3 separate regions of the Mus musculus genome follow, and all the other regions are linked to region 2. The links are chromatin contacts, called in public Hi-C and HiCAR-type maps. All regions are on one chromosome and are shown on one strand. The core of a region is the stretch at or near the end of the contact, and the rest is flanking DNA. Distances in the headings are between cores, read along the strand shown. Region 1 overlaps Lekr1 (leucine, glutamate and lysine rich 1). Region 2 holds the start of Ssr3 (signal sequence receptor, gamma). Region 3 has its middle 46 kb from the start of Gm35039.

The links. A called contact is a pair of places that touch in the nucleus more often than the background predicts. HiCAR-type assays count read pairs that join an accessible place to other places.
Region 1: a HiCAR-type map of kidney shows a contact between it and region 2, with 3 times the contacts expected there. The contact joins the enhancer-like site here to the promoter of Ssr3 in region 2. A contact is called at or near these places in 5 of 39 promoter capture datasets (the 3T3-L1 cell line, cranial neural crest, hippocampal neurons and 2 more), 2 of 115 datasets of contacts at active chromatin or transcription factors (embryonic stem cells and kidney) and 1 of 9 other capture datasets (liver).
Region 3: a contact with region 2 is called in a Hi-C map of bone marrow-derived macrophages, with 18 read pairs. The contact joins the enhancer-like site here to the promoter of Ssr3 in region 2. A contact is called at or near these places in 10 of 39 promoter capture datasets (the C10 cell line, cranial neural crest, embryonic stem cells and 6 more), 9 of 484 Hi-C or Micro-C datasets (the C2C12 cell line, bone marrow-derived macrophages, cerebellar granule neurons and 6 more), 8 of 115 datasets of contacts at active chromatin or transcription factors (astrocytes, embryonic basal ganglia, embryonic limb bud and 5 more) and 4 of 9 other capture datasets (embryonic stem cells, liver, macrophages and 1 more).

The regions. Positions count from the first base shown.
Region 1 is chr3:65,792,538-65,796,690 of GRCm38.p6, forward strand. All of the region lies in intron 9 of Lekr1 (leucine, glutamate and lysine rich 1), which reads left to right. Among named protein-coding and RNA genes, the nearest start is that of Gm25755, 23 kb to the left of the region's middle. Within about 2 kb of position 2,389, at least 13 of the 459 cell types and tissues checked have an H3K27ac peak or open chromatin away from gene starts, as enhancers often do. A contact at or near this core is called in kidney and liver, where this site is marked.
Region 2 is chr3:65,391,303-65,395,149 of GRCm38.p6, forward strand. It overlaps Ssr3 (signal sequence receptor, gamma), which reads right to left and starts at 1,251. Exons shown (of 5, transcript NM_026155.3): 1 at 1,103-1,251; 2 at 23-149. The coding sequence starts at 1,235. It also overlaps the pseudogene Gm5540.
Region 3 is chr3:65,880,153-65,884,171 of GRCm38.p6, forward strand. No RefSeq gene overlaps it. Among named protein-coding and RNA genes, the nearest start is that of Gm35039, 46 kb to the right of the region's middle. Within about 2 kb of position 2,164, at least 4 of the 459 cell types and tissues checked have an H3K27ac peak or open chromatin away from gene starts, as enhancers often do. A contact at or near this core is called in bone marrow-derived macrophages, where this site is marked.

The DNA of each region.
Region 1 (4,153 bases), core at 1,139-3,638, 400 kb after region 2:
GCGGGCATTGTTATTTTAATCTTTCTAGTCCCCATCTTTTTCTGTTCAGTATAGGCTTCTTAAGGAGGATTGTCGGAGTTTTGTGTATTTTCTCAGTAATTTTTTTCACTAGCAAAATATTTCATCTCTATTATTTTAGTTGTTACTATTAAAATTCTATGATGCATATTTAATGAGGACAAAAATTAATATCTTGAATTCAGTTCAAACAATGCAAAGAGCAAGGCACACTTGAGCTCTGATATCTTCTTGACACAGCCTACATTTTCCCCAGTTTGCTAGAGATTTTTTTGTTAGCCTCTCTAATTACATATAATCAAAGTTACTTTATACAGATAATATTAACTTGCACATACTACATGCCAGCCTACTACATAACTTTCAGGGCAAAGTGCAAAATAAAAATGTAGGCCCTTTTGTTTAAACTGAAAGTTTTTTCCTGTGACAGTCTTCCCCTCAAATTGTTAGGGTAGATTTTGTTTTTATTTAATGTCACACTCCCTCAGACATGGCACTACCAGAGTATAAGAATAGACTCTTGACTGGCTTGGTTCCCTAGTATGAGGCCTGCTCCACCTGAAGCAGACCGTGGCAGCAGTGGGTGAAAACGGATAATGTAGGGAGCTGGCAAGGGCTGAGATGAGGTTGGAATTGAGGCTCCAAGACGCTAGCACATGCTTAGTTGACCTACTGTCTTAGTTAGTGTTATGGCACTGTGAAGAGACACATGTCCATGGCAACTCTTATAAAGGAAAACATTTAATTGAGGCTGGCTTACAGTTCAGGGGTTTAGTCTATCCTTGTCATGGCAGAAAGCATGGCAGCATGCAGGCAGACATGGTACTGGAGAAGGAGCTAGAGTTCTACATCTGGATCAACAGGCAGCAGAAGTGACAGCCACCGAGCCTGGGTTTGGGCTTCTGAGGCCTTAAAACACACCCCCTAGTGATGCACTTCCTCCACACCTCCTAATAGTGTCACTCACTGTGGATCTGTGAGTGTGGGCTGTTTTTACTCCAGCTACCACATTCCATTCCCCAGTACCCATAGGCTTGTAGCCATGTCATAATGTGAAATGCATTTAGTCCAACTTCAAAAGTCCCCATAGTCTATCATAGCATCAGCACTGTTTAAAAGTCTGAAGTTCAAAGTCTCTTCTGAGACTCATGCAGTCTCTTAACTGTAACCCCTGTAAAAGTCAAAATGAAAAACAGACCACGTACTTCTAACATACAGTGGCACAGGATATACACTACAGTTTCCAAAAGGGAGCGTACTGAGGAAATACTAGACCAAAACAAAACTGAAAACCAGCTGAGCAAACTCCAAACTCCGCATCTCCATATCTGATGTCAACATGCTCTTCAGATCTCCACCTTCTTTCATCTCGTTGACTGCAACACACTTCTTTCTCTTTGGCTGGTTCCACTCCCTGTTAGCAGCTCTCCTCAGCAGGTAGCACGTCTCTAGAATCTCTTACATCATTGGGTCTCCAAGGCATTTCAGGCTTCACCTTCCCAGCTACACACCATGGCCACTCTAGGCCTCCATGCAGGGGCACACCTGACACATGCCTGGATTCGGCAGCTTCTCTTAGTCGAGGAGGGAACTTCTATAACACCTTCCTTCTGTCCTTGACTCTAAAACTAGAACCACATGGCCTAAGCTGCCAAGTTCTGCTGTTCACTGAGGCTGGAACATAGCTCTTCATTCAAAAGCTTATATCTTCACTGGGTTTTGTTTTCAGTGGTTAACTCCACTGCCTAAGCTTGGCTATTGTAGTACAAGCTGGCTTTGAACTCAGAGATCTGCTTGCCTCTGTCTCCAGAGTATTGGAACTAAAGGCATATACCACCACCCTATTCTTTAATTCTTTTTCATAAGTTGGAAGCCTCACTGGGTAGGATCTTGCCCTAAGGTCACTACTCCCTTTATTCCCTTTAATGCCAGGCTTTAATCTGTTTATCTCCTTGAACACAGGATTTAGCTTCATTCTACTTCTATGGTGCCTTTTTTCTCTGTTTTGTATTTTTCGTTGTTCAGCATGCTCCTTTTCGTTACAGATATTCATAAGAGTGAACACTAAAAAGCACACAACAGAATCAATACTAGGTTGTTTTGAGATTTCCTCTGCCAACAGAATTAATACAAAACTCTTCACTTTAGCCTCAGGCAGATTTTTCAAACAAGCAAAAAGCAGCCACAATTGTTAGCCAAAATATTATAAGAATAGTCTTTAGAACACATAGAACACATAGAAATCTTCTTCTCCTCTGAAACCTCAAGCCTGGACCCTGCAGTTCAGCTCACCCTCAGCACCACTGTCTTCCATGTTCCTACTGTGCTCGCCCTTTAACCCCCACTTAGTGTTCAACTACATTTCTAAAAGTCCAAAGTTCCAGAGTCCACATTCCTCCAAACAAAAGCATGGCTGGGCCTACCACAGCAATACCTCACTCCTGGTGCCAACTTGTCGTAGTGAGGTTTCTATGGCTGTGAAGAAGCACCATGACCACAGCAACTCTAATAAAGGAAAACATTTCATTTGAGCTGGTTTACAGTTTCAGGGGTCCATTATTGTTATGGAGGAAACATGAAAGAGTGCAAGCAGGCATGGTGCTGCGGGAGGAGCTGAGAGTTTTACATCTTGATCCACAGGTGGAAGGAAACTGTGTGCCACACTTTAGCATAGGAGACCTCAAAGCCCGGCCCCACAGTGACATACTTCCTCCAGCAAGGCTACACCCACTCTGACAAGGCCATGCCTCCTATTAAGTGCCACTCCCTATGGACCAATGAGGGTCATTTTATTCAAACCACCATATCTATCTCATTTCACTTTAAAAACACAAATTAAGTTCTTGTACATTTCAGAATGGTGACTTAAAAGCATAAAAATGGGCTTTGGGCATTAGAAAGGACAGGGAAAATATAAGGAAATAGTCTGTGGAGAACTGCTGAAGTCTGCAGAACCTTAAACTAGAATTACATCATTCCCCCTTTCCTCCTTCCTATCCTATGTCTCCTCTCCCTCTGAAATTCATGGCCTTCTCCTCTTTAACCAGTGTGTGCGTGTGTGTGTGTGTGTGTGTGTGTGTGTATGTGTGTGTGTGTGAGTGTGTGTGTGAGTGTGTGTGTGTGTGCGTGCGTGTGTGTGTGTGTGTGTGAGTGTGTGTGTGTGTGTGTGTGTGTGCGTGTGTGTGTGTATGTGTGTGTGTGCGCGTGCGTGCGTAAAACAAATATATAAATACATCTTGCTTGCTGAATCTGTTCAGCTTTGCCTATATGCATGTTTCTAGGGTAAGCACTTGGTAGTGGATAATGATTTAGGGGACTTATCCCTAGGGAAACTAATTCTCCCTCTCTCATCAGTTATTAAATGCTTGTATCTCTTTATATAGGAGTGAGGCTTTATGAGATTCCTGCCCTTCCCACATCCCATCTACACTGGGTTGTCAACCAATGTTGGAATTGTTCAGGTTCTATTTAGGCAGCCATGTTTAGATTTACGGGTGTGGCTTCCCTATAACTAGAAGGCACAATCTCACAGCAGACTTGCTGGCTCTCTGCCTCTTACAGTCTTACAATCTGTACCTTCGGTACAGGAGTTGTGTTGTGGATGTATCAGTTGTGGCTGGGTAACCCACACTCAGTTGTTGTCTGTATTTTTGGCTAGTTATGGTTTTTTGTAATGATCTCCTTCTGCTTCCAAGAGAAGCTTTTTTGAGGGGTATGAGTTACATTATCTGTGGGTGTAAGGATAAATATTTAGAGTGAAGCTAGGAATTATATTGGTTTAAGAGAGTGGAAGTAGAGAGGAAGGGGAATAAATAATGCTTAGGATGCTTGAAAAACATATAGAGAATCATCGTTTTATATTTACCTAAACTCACATACAATACATATATGTGAATACGTATATATGTAGCTAAGTAAAGTTACACCCCCTTGCGATGATAAGACTCCTCCAAAGAGCCATAGATTGTCTAATCTAATAACCTCCCCCAGCCCAGTACCTGATGTGAGAAACCTCCTTTCATTGGCCAGGAGAATCTAAGAGGGTCTCTAAAACAATATAAGCTATTGCTGTTGTGCTTGGTTGCTTCCCCAGAAATTTACTAAAGACACTGTGCACTGTGGACATAGAACTGTG
Region 2 (3,847 bases), core at 1-2,500:
GGGTTGGGTTTAGGGTACTTACTTGTGCTTCAGAACAAATTTTACATTCTTGTACGCGAAGGCTACTAAGTAAGTGCTTACTAAGGTCATCACACTGTAGAGCACAGCAGACTGGATGAGATCCATATGCCATATTCTCCAATACAACCCTGAGATAAGACAAAAGCAAGGGACACACAACATCACTGCCCCATTGCACATGCCAGACTACAGCTAAGCCAGGTAAATGAGAGTCAGTAAATCCCACCCAGTATCCGAAAAACTTCACTAGAGGTGAGATAGACAATAAACTGGGTTTGTCCCAGTTCAGGGCTTTCCCAGTACAGAAAGGTAGGCTGTGGGGATATTGCTAGTCTAGAAATTTCATCTTCTAACTTGAGAACAAACTGGGAGTGGGGATTACAAATAATAACAATTTCACTCATGGAATACTAGGAAGTTAAAACACGGGCCATTTTAAATCAACCGCTGTCCCAAAACTTTGGTTAACTTGCTGACGTGGCTGCTCACTGAAATCCAAACAATGCTTTGTCGGGCCAGTGAACCCAGGGGGCTCCACACCACATTCACTGCAAGCTGAGCTTTTTACAAGGCCAAAATAACAAAGAACTTTTTTTGGACATGATTGGCCTGCAGCACTGCGGCAGTGCGGGTCAGGAGACAGGAAACTCGGAAAACCTGGACTTGGAGACAGTTTTGGCCTTCAAGTGGGCAGTTTCTCATTCAATCGAGAAGGCTCGAGCTGCTCTCTAGGAGTTATTGAAATCCTAAACAAGGCTGATCGCGGACCTCGGGCAAGGCCTAACTTGGCATTCTGCACGTCCAAAGGATGCTCGGGAGTAAGGGGAGGTTTGCCACGGGTCACGCTGCTAATTCAGTGAAGGTTTATCAGTGGCTCCCCCGCCCGGTTCATTAAAGACATCCTAGTGTCCAACAGTGGTGAGGAGAAGGGCAGTGTACCAAAAAGAGATTCCGGGCCAGAACCCGCGCCCGGCTCAGAAGCACGCCGCGAGTGACTTCCCGAGGACGCTGCTCCGGACACTAGGCCTCCCCGCCGCGCCCGCCACGTCCCCGCCGCCACCGCCGCCCGCCCGAAGCTCACAGATGGGGATGGCAGACACGATGAACGCGTTCCCGAAGAACAGCGCCGACGATTTGGCCGACAGGTTGCGGCTGAAATCCTGAAGGAGCAGGTCCTCCTCGGACTGCTGCTTGGAGCCGCCTTTGGGAGCCATGGCCGAGCTGAAGACTGGAGGCCGGGAGCAGGGAGGCAGGGAAGGTTCAGAAGGCCGCGTATCCGCCCGCGACCCGTCAGCGCAACGCGGAGGCGGGACTCCGCAGGGTACGCTGCTTCGGGATTGGCCATCTTGCCGTCGTTTCACAAGCGTCGAGGTACGATTGGGCATGCGAACAAGACTTCCGCATCCTTCAGGGTACGTGGCGCCTCAATGCCACAAAGAATGAAGGGATTTGTAGTTTAGTGTGTAGTTTAGAGCTGCTCTCTAACTCGCCTGCCTCAGTCTCCAGAGACAGGCTTGGATAATCGAAATGAGCAACCATACAAGCAGTACTGTTTTAACTAACTAACCAGCTAGCTAACGAACTAACTAACGTTATTGGTATTTCATTCCACATGTGCACTTTATATTTCTTTTTAAATTTATTACATTGATTGAACAATTGGCTCATTGGTTGATTGATGATTAGTTGATTGATTGATTGGTTGGAGGGCCGTGCCACAACGTTGTCAGAACACAACTTGAGGAAGTTAGTTGTCTACTTTTACTTTCTGGGTCCCAGAGATTGAACCAAATTGTCACGTTTGTGTCTTTACCCTCTGAGCCATCTGCATGGTTTAATTTATTATTATTATTATTATTATTATTATTATTATTATTATTACTATTACATCATTTTAATCAACAAAGCCTCTTAGCCTCTAAAAGACTCTCTCATTACAGTCTTTAGAATTGGAAAATAAAAAAACTCTTGTGGAGTTTTACTCCTGGCCCAGACCCGCGGCGGAAGCGAGCCATGGCTGTCTATCACGGGATGCTGCGCTTCGGGAGGCTGTGTATCGCGAGCCTGGGGGCGCGGGGCCCCCGGACGCTGCTCACTCGCCCTCGGCCGAACTCGAAGTTGCAGAGTGTCCGCGCTCTCAGTTCTGGAATGGTGAACTGCACCAACCCCTTGCCCATTGGAGGCCTCAGCTACATTCAGGGCCACACCGACTCCCATCTTGTGAACACAACTGTGGGCGAGTGCCTTGACGCCACAGCGCAGAGGTTCCCCGACAGAGAGGCTTTGGTTATCCTCCATGAAAACATCAGGCTGAACTTTGCGCAGCTCAAGGAGGAGGTGGACAAAGCTGCTTCTGGTCTTCTGAGCATTGGCCTCCGCAAGGGTGACCGGCTGGGCATGCAGGGACCCAACTCCTATGCCTGGGTACTTATTCAGCTGGCTACTGCCCAGGCAGGCATCATCCTGGTGTCTGTGAACCCAGCCTACCAGTCCTCAGAACTGGAATATGTCCTCAGAAAGGTAGGCTGCAAAGGTATTGTGTTTCCCAAACAATTCAAGACCCAGCAGTACTACGACATCCTGAAGCAGGTCTGTCCTGAGCTGGAAAAGGCTCAGCCAGGGGCCTTGAAGAGTGAGAGACTCCCAGACCTGACTACAGTCATCTCCGTGGATGCCCCTCTGCCGGGGACCCTGCTCCTGGATAACATCGTGGCAGCCGGTGGCAAGGAACAGAACCTAGCCCAGCTGCGGTACAACCAGCGGTTCTTGTCCTGCTACGACCCCATCAACATCCAGTTCACCTCGGGGACAACTGGAAACCCCAAGGGGGCCACTCTTTCCCACCACAACATCGTAAACAACTCCATGCTGATAGGCCAGCGTCTGAAGATGCCCACAAAGACTGCAGAGGAGTTGCGCGTGGTCCTGCCCAGTCCCCTGTACCACTGCCTGGGCTCCGTGGGGGGCACAATGGTGTCTATGATGCATGGTGCCACTCTCCTCCTGTCTTTTCCAAGCTTCAATGGCAAGAAGGCATTGGAAGCCATCAGCAGAGAGAAAGGCACCCTCCTGTATGGCACACCCACGATGTTTGTGGATATTCTGAATCAGCCAGACTTCTCCAGTTATGATTTCACAAGCATTCGTGGAGGTGTGATTGCTGGGTCCCCAGCACCCCCGGAATTGATTCGAGCCATCATCAACAAGATGAACATGAAGGAGCTGGTGGTTGTTTATGGAACCACAGAGAACAGTCCCGTGACCTTCATGAACTTTCCCGAGGACACCCTGGAGCAGAAGGCTGGAAGTGTGGGCAGAATTATGCCTCACACGAAGGCCCAGATTGTGAATGTGGAGACGGGTGAGCTGACCAACCTGAACGTGCCTGGGGAGCTGTATATCCGAGGGTACTGCGTCATGCAGGGCTACTGGGGTGAGCCACAGAAGACCTTCGAGACGGTCGGACAAGACAAGTGGTATCGGACAGGAGACATTGCTTCGATGGATGAACAAGGCTTCTGCAAGATCGTCGGCCGATCAAAGGATATGATCATCCGTGGCGGTGAGAACATCTACCCTGCAGAGCTGGAGGACTTCTTCCTCAAGCACCCACAGGTGCAGGAAGCGCAGGTGGTTGGGGTGAAGGACAAGCGGATGGGGGAGGAAATCTGTGCTTGCATTCCGCTGAAGAGCGGAGAGACCACCACGGCGGAGGAGATCAAAGCTTTCTGCAAAGGGAAGATTTCCCACTTTAAGATTCCCCGATACATCGTGTTTGTTGAAGGCTATCCTCTCACCATCTCAGGAAAGATCCAGAAATTCAAAC
Region 3 (4,019 bases), core at 914-3,413, 490 kb after region 2:
CCCAATATATTCTGATCATAATTTTTCCTTCCTCATCTCCTCCCTCACCCTCCCTACCTCCTCACCCATCCAACTCTATGCTTTCTTTCTCTCTCACTAGTAAAACAAGCAAATTTTAAAAAAGAATAAAACCAAGTGAACAAACAAAAAGGAAAAAGAAAGAAAGAGGATGAGAAGCACACACGCATGCAGACACACACAAAATCCATAAAAACACAAAAGCCCAAACAAAGCAATGTGTACCTTTGACTTTGCTTCGTGTTGACCATCTTGTCCTGGCCATGGGGCCTGCCCTTAAGTGTGGTTTGTATATCCAGAGACTCCCTTGGAGACACTAATTTTTCCTTTGCAAGCAATTGTCAATTGGAAACAACTTCTTGGTCAGGGATGGGAGTTCATATCCATCTCCCCATCTTAGTGCAGGGATCTCATCTGGTTTGGATTTGTGTAGGCTGTAAGCATTCTGCCACAGTCCCGATGAGTTCATTTATGTGTCAGTCCTGTTGTGTCTGGAAAACACAGTTTACTTGATATCATCCACCCCTCCAGCTCTTAGAGTCTTCCTGAGTCCTGGGGTGGGGGTGGGGTGATGAAGACATCTCATTTAGGACCAAGTCTTCCAATGTCTCTGCACATTGTCCAATTAAGGGTCTCTGTATTGGTTCCCATCTCCTGGAAGTTTCTCTGATGATGGCTAAGTGAGATGCTGATCTATGAGTACAACAGAAGTCATTAGAAATCATTTTATTGCTGTGTTCCTTTACCAGAACAATTGGTTTCCCCTTAGGTCCATTGCCTATCAAGGCTCAGGTTCTTGGCCACTCTGACAGTGTCAGGCATGGGTCTCATCTCATGGACTAGGCCTTAAGTCCAATCATAGACTGGTTGGGGACTCCCACAACTTTTGTGCCCTAGTGTATTATGCAGACAGATCACCATTGTAGACTGCAGGGTTTGTAGCTGGATTGGCATTTACTCTCTTCAGGTATCATGCACAGTACCTTCCAGTACCATGAATACTATTCAGTACAGGCGAAGGCTCTAGTTAGATACCAACCTGATTCACCATGTTCAATGAGATATGCATTGTCTTTCAGTCTCCATCCCCCACCTCTCTTGAACTGTATATGCCATCTCCTCTTCCTTGGGAGATCCTACCCCATCCTAGTTTACTATATACCTACAATATACTCTATGATCTCTGTGGTTGTACTGATAGTAGCATATCTAGTGAAGGCTTAAATGCTAACATCCATACATAAGATATTCTCTTAAACATATCATATTTGTCTTTGGAGGTCTGGGTTACCTCACTCAGGATGATCTTTGTCTAGCTCCATCCATTTACTTACAAATTACATAATTTGGTATTTTTTTAACAGCTGAATAACATTCCATTATATAAAGGTACCACCTTTTAATTGCACATTCACCCACTGATACAGATCTAGGCTGTTTCTAATTCCATGCTATTATGACTAGAGCAGTAATGAGCGTGAATGAACAAGTGTCTGTAGTAGAGTGGAGAGTTCTTTGGGTATATGCCCCAGAGTACTATAGTTGGATCTTGAAGTATATTTATTCCCAGCCACATAAGTTTACACTTCCATCAGCAACAAGTGAGTGTTCGTCTTACCCCACACCCTTGCCAGTATGAGCTGTCATTTGTTTTATTAATCTTGGCCAATCTGGCCAAGATAAAAATCTTGAAGTAGTTTTGATTTGCATTTCCCTGATGACTAAGGGTGTTGGGCATTTCTTTGTTTCTCATCCATTTGTGTTTTATCTTTTGAGAAGCCTTTGCTTAGTCTGTACCCCATTTTTAAGTTGGGTTATTTGTTTTCTTGATATCTAGGGTGGTGGTAGTGGTTCTTCTCCTTCCCCTCCCCTCCCCACCCCTCCCCTCCCCCCTCCTTCTTCTCTCTCCTCCTTCTTCCTCTTCTTCCTCCTCCTTCCTCCTCCCGTTCCTCCTTCCTCCTCCCCCTCCTCCTTCCTCCTTCTCCTTTTTCTTCTTTAAATATTTTAGATACTAACCTTATATCAGATGTGTAATTGATAAATATCCATTCCCATTCTGCTTTGTCAGGATGGTGGTGTCACACTGCTCTAGCCCTGTGCCTCCCTGCTGTCATGCGCTCAACCATGATGAGCATGGACTCACCCTCTGAAACTGTAAGTTCCCATTAATGCTTTCTTCTGTAACTCTCCTTGGTCCCAGTGTCTCTTCACCACACTGGAAAAGCAACTAACACAGATTCATTTGAAAGATATGAAATACAGCCAGTGATAGTGACTCACACCTTTGAACTCAGCACTCGGAAGGCAAATGCAAAGGCAGTCAGATCTCTCTGAGTTCAAGGCCAGCCTGGTCTACAGAGTGAGTTCCGGGACACCCAGAGCTACACAGAGAAATGCTATCTCAGAAAACAAAAAGGTAAAACAGAGGGTGGGGTAGAGGGGTGAAGGATGTGACTGGACTCAAGTCCTGTCTTGTTCCAGCATCATGTTGTAGACCAAAAGACCTAAACAGGTAGAAAAACAGGAAGGAAAACAGCAAGCACTGAAAGTTGAAGAGAAACACAGCCAGATCTCTGTGCTGGACACCCAGAAGTCGGCAGAAGCTTGAGCCAGATCTGAGGAAGCAGGATGCTTCTGAGGAAGGGCATTAGAAAGGAGCCTTGCAGCAAAATGAGTGGATAGCTGCCAGTGTGTTACCAGCTGGTCTACCCTGTAGTTAGAAACAACTTTTTATAATACAGAAAATCGCAACGGATCTTCCAGAAGGAAACTACCCACAGGTCTCTGGAAGTTAGAGTCTTTGATTTTATAACATTATGAAGACCATCTGAGCTGGCTAATGTATGTCTACTTGACACAAGCTAGAGTCATCAGAGAAGAGGAAAACCTCAACTAAGAAAAAAATAGGCTGTAGGCAAGCCTATAAGGCATTTTCTTAAGTAGTGATGGGTGGTGTGTGTCTAGACCATTGTGGGTGGGGCCATCCCAAGGGCTGGTGGTCCTGATTTCTATAAGAAAGCAGGCTGAGTAAGCCATGAGGAGCAAGTTAGTAAACAGCACCTCTCCATGACCCCTGCGTCAGCTCCTACCTCCAGGTTTCTCCCTTGTTGGAGTTCCTGTCCTCACTGCTTTTGATGATGAATTGTTATACCAAACCATAGTGAAACAAACACTTTCCTCCTAAGTTGATTTTGATAATGGTGTCTCATCATAGCAATAGTAACCCTAACTAAGACACATCCAAATCTCTCCTTGAGATTTTCACCACCACTGGTCTCAGGGTATGTGTCCTGATCATCTATTTCTTGGATAATTATTTACTATGTTCTAAAGGTATGCAAACCAACATATGCAAATGTATTGATGTTAACACTGGGTAGCCAGAACTAGTGCTCATTCCAAACTATGAGAAAGATCCTGCTGGGTGGTGGTGGCGCACGCCTTTAATCCCAGCACTTGGGAGGCAGAGGCAGGTGGATTTCTGAGTTCGAGGCCAGCCTGGTCTACAGAGTGAGTTCCAGGACAGCCAGGGCTACACAGATAATCCCTGTCCCCGGAAAAAAAAGAAAGAGAGAGAGAGAGAGAGAGAGAGAGAGAGAGAGAGAGAGAGAGAGAGAGAGTCCCACAGAGACAGGAAAAGGCACAAGTATACATTGGCCTTGCTCTATCCTGGATCTTTCTTTTTTCTCCAGAAGATTTATTTTTATATAACATGTCTATCTGTCTGTCTGTCTGTCTGTCTGTCTGTCTGCTTATAAAAGCCAGAAGAGATTGTCTGATAGTCTGAAGCAGAAGTTGCATGTGGTTGTTAGCTCCCTGACATGGGTGCTGGGAACAAAACTCAGGTCATCTGGAATTGCAGAAAGCACCAAGACATTTCTACCCCTGTACTGTGCTTTCGTAGTCATGGGCTCTCGTTTTATTTATGTAATTTGGAGGACACTATTTCGAAAAGTCAAGGAAATGAACATTCCAGGAGACAAAGTAACCTGACTAAAGTC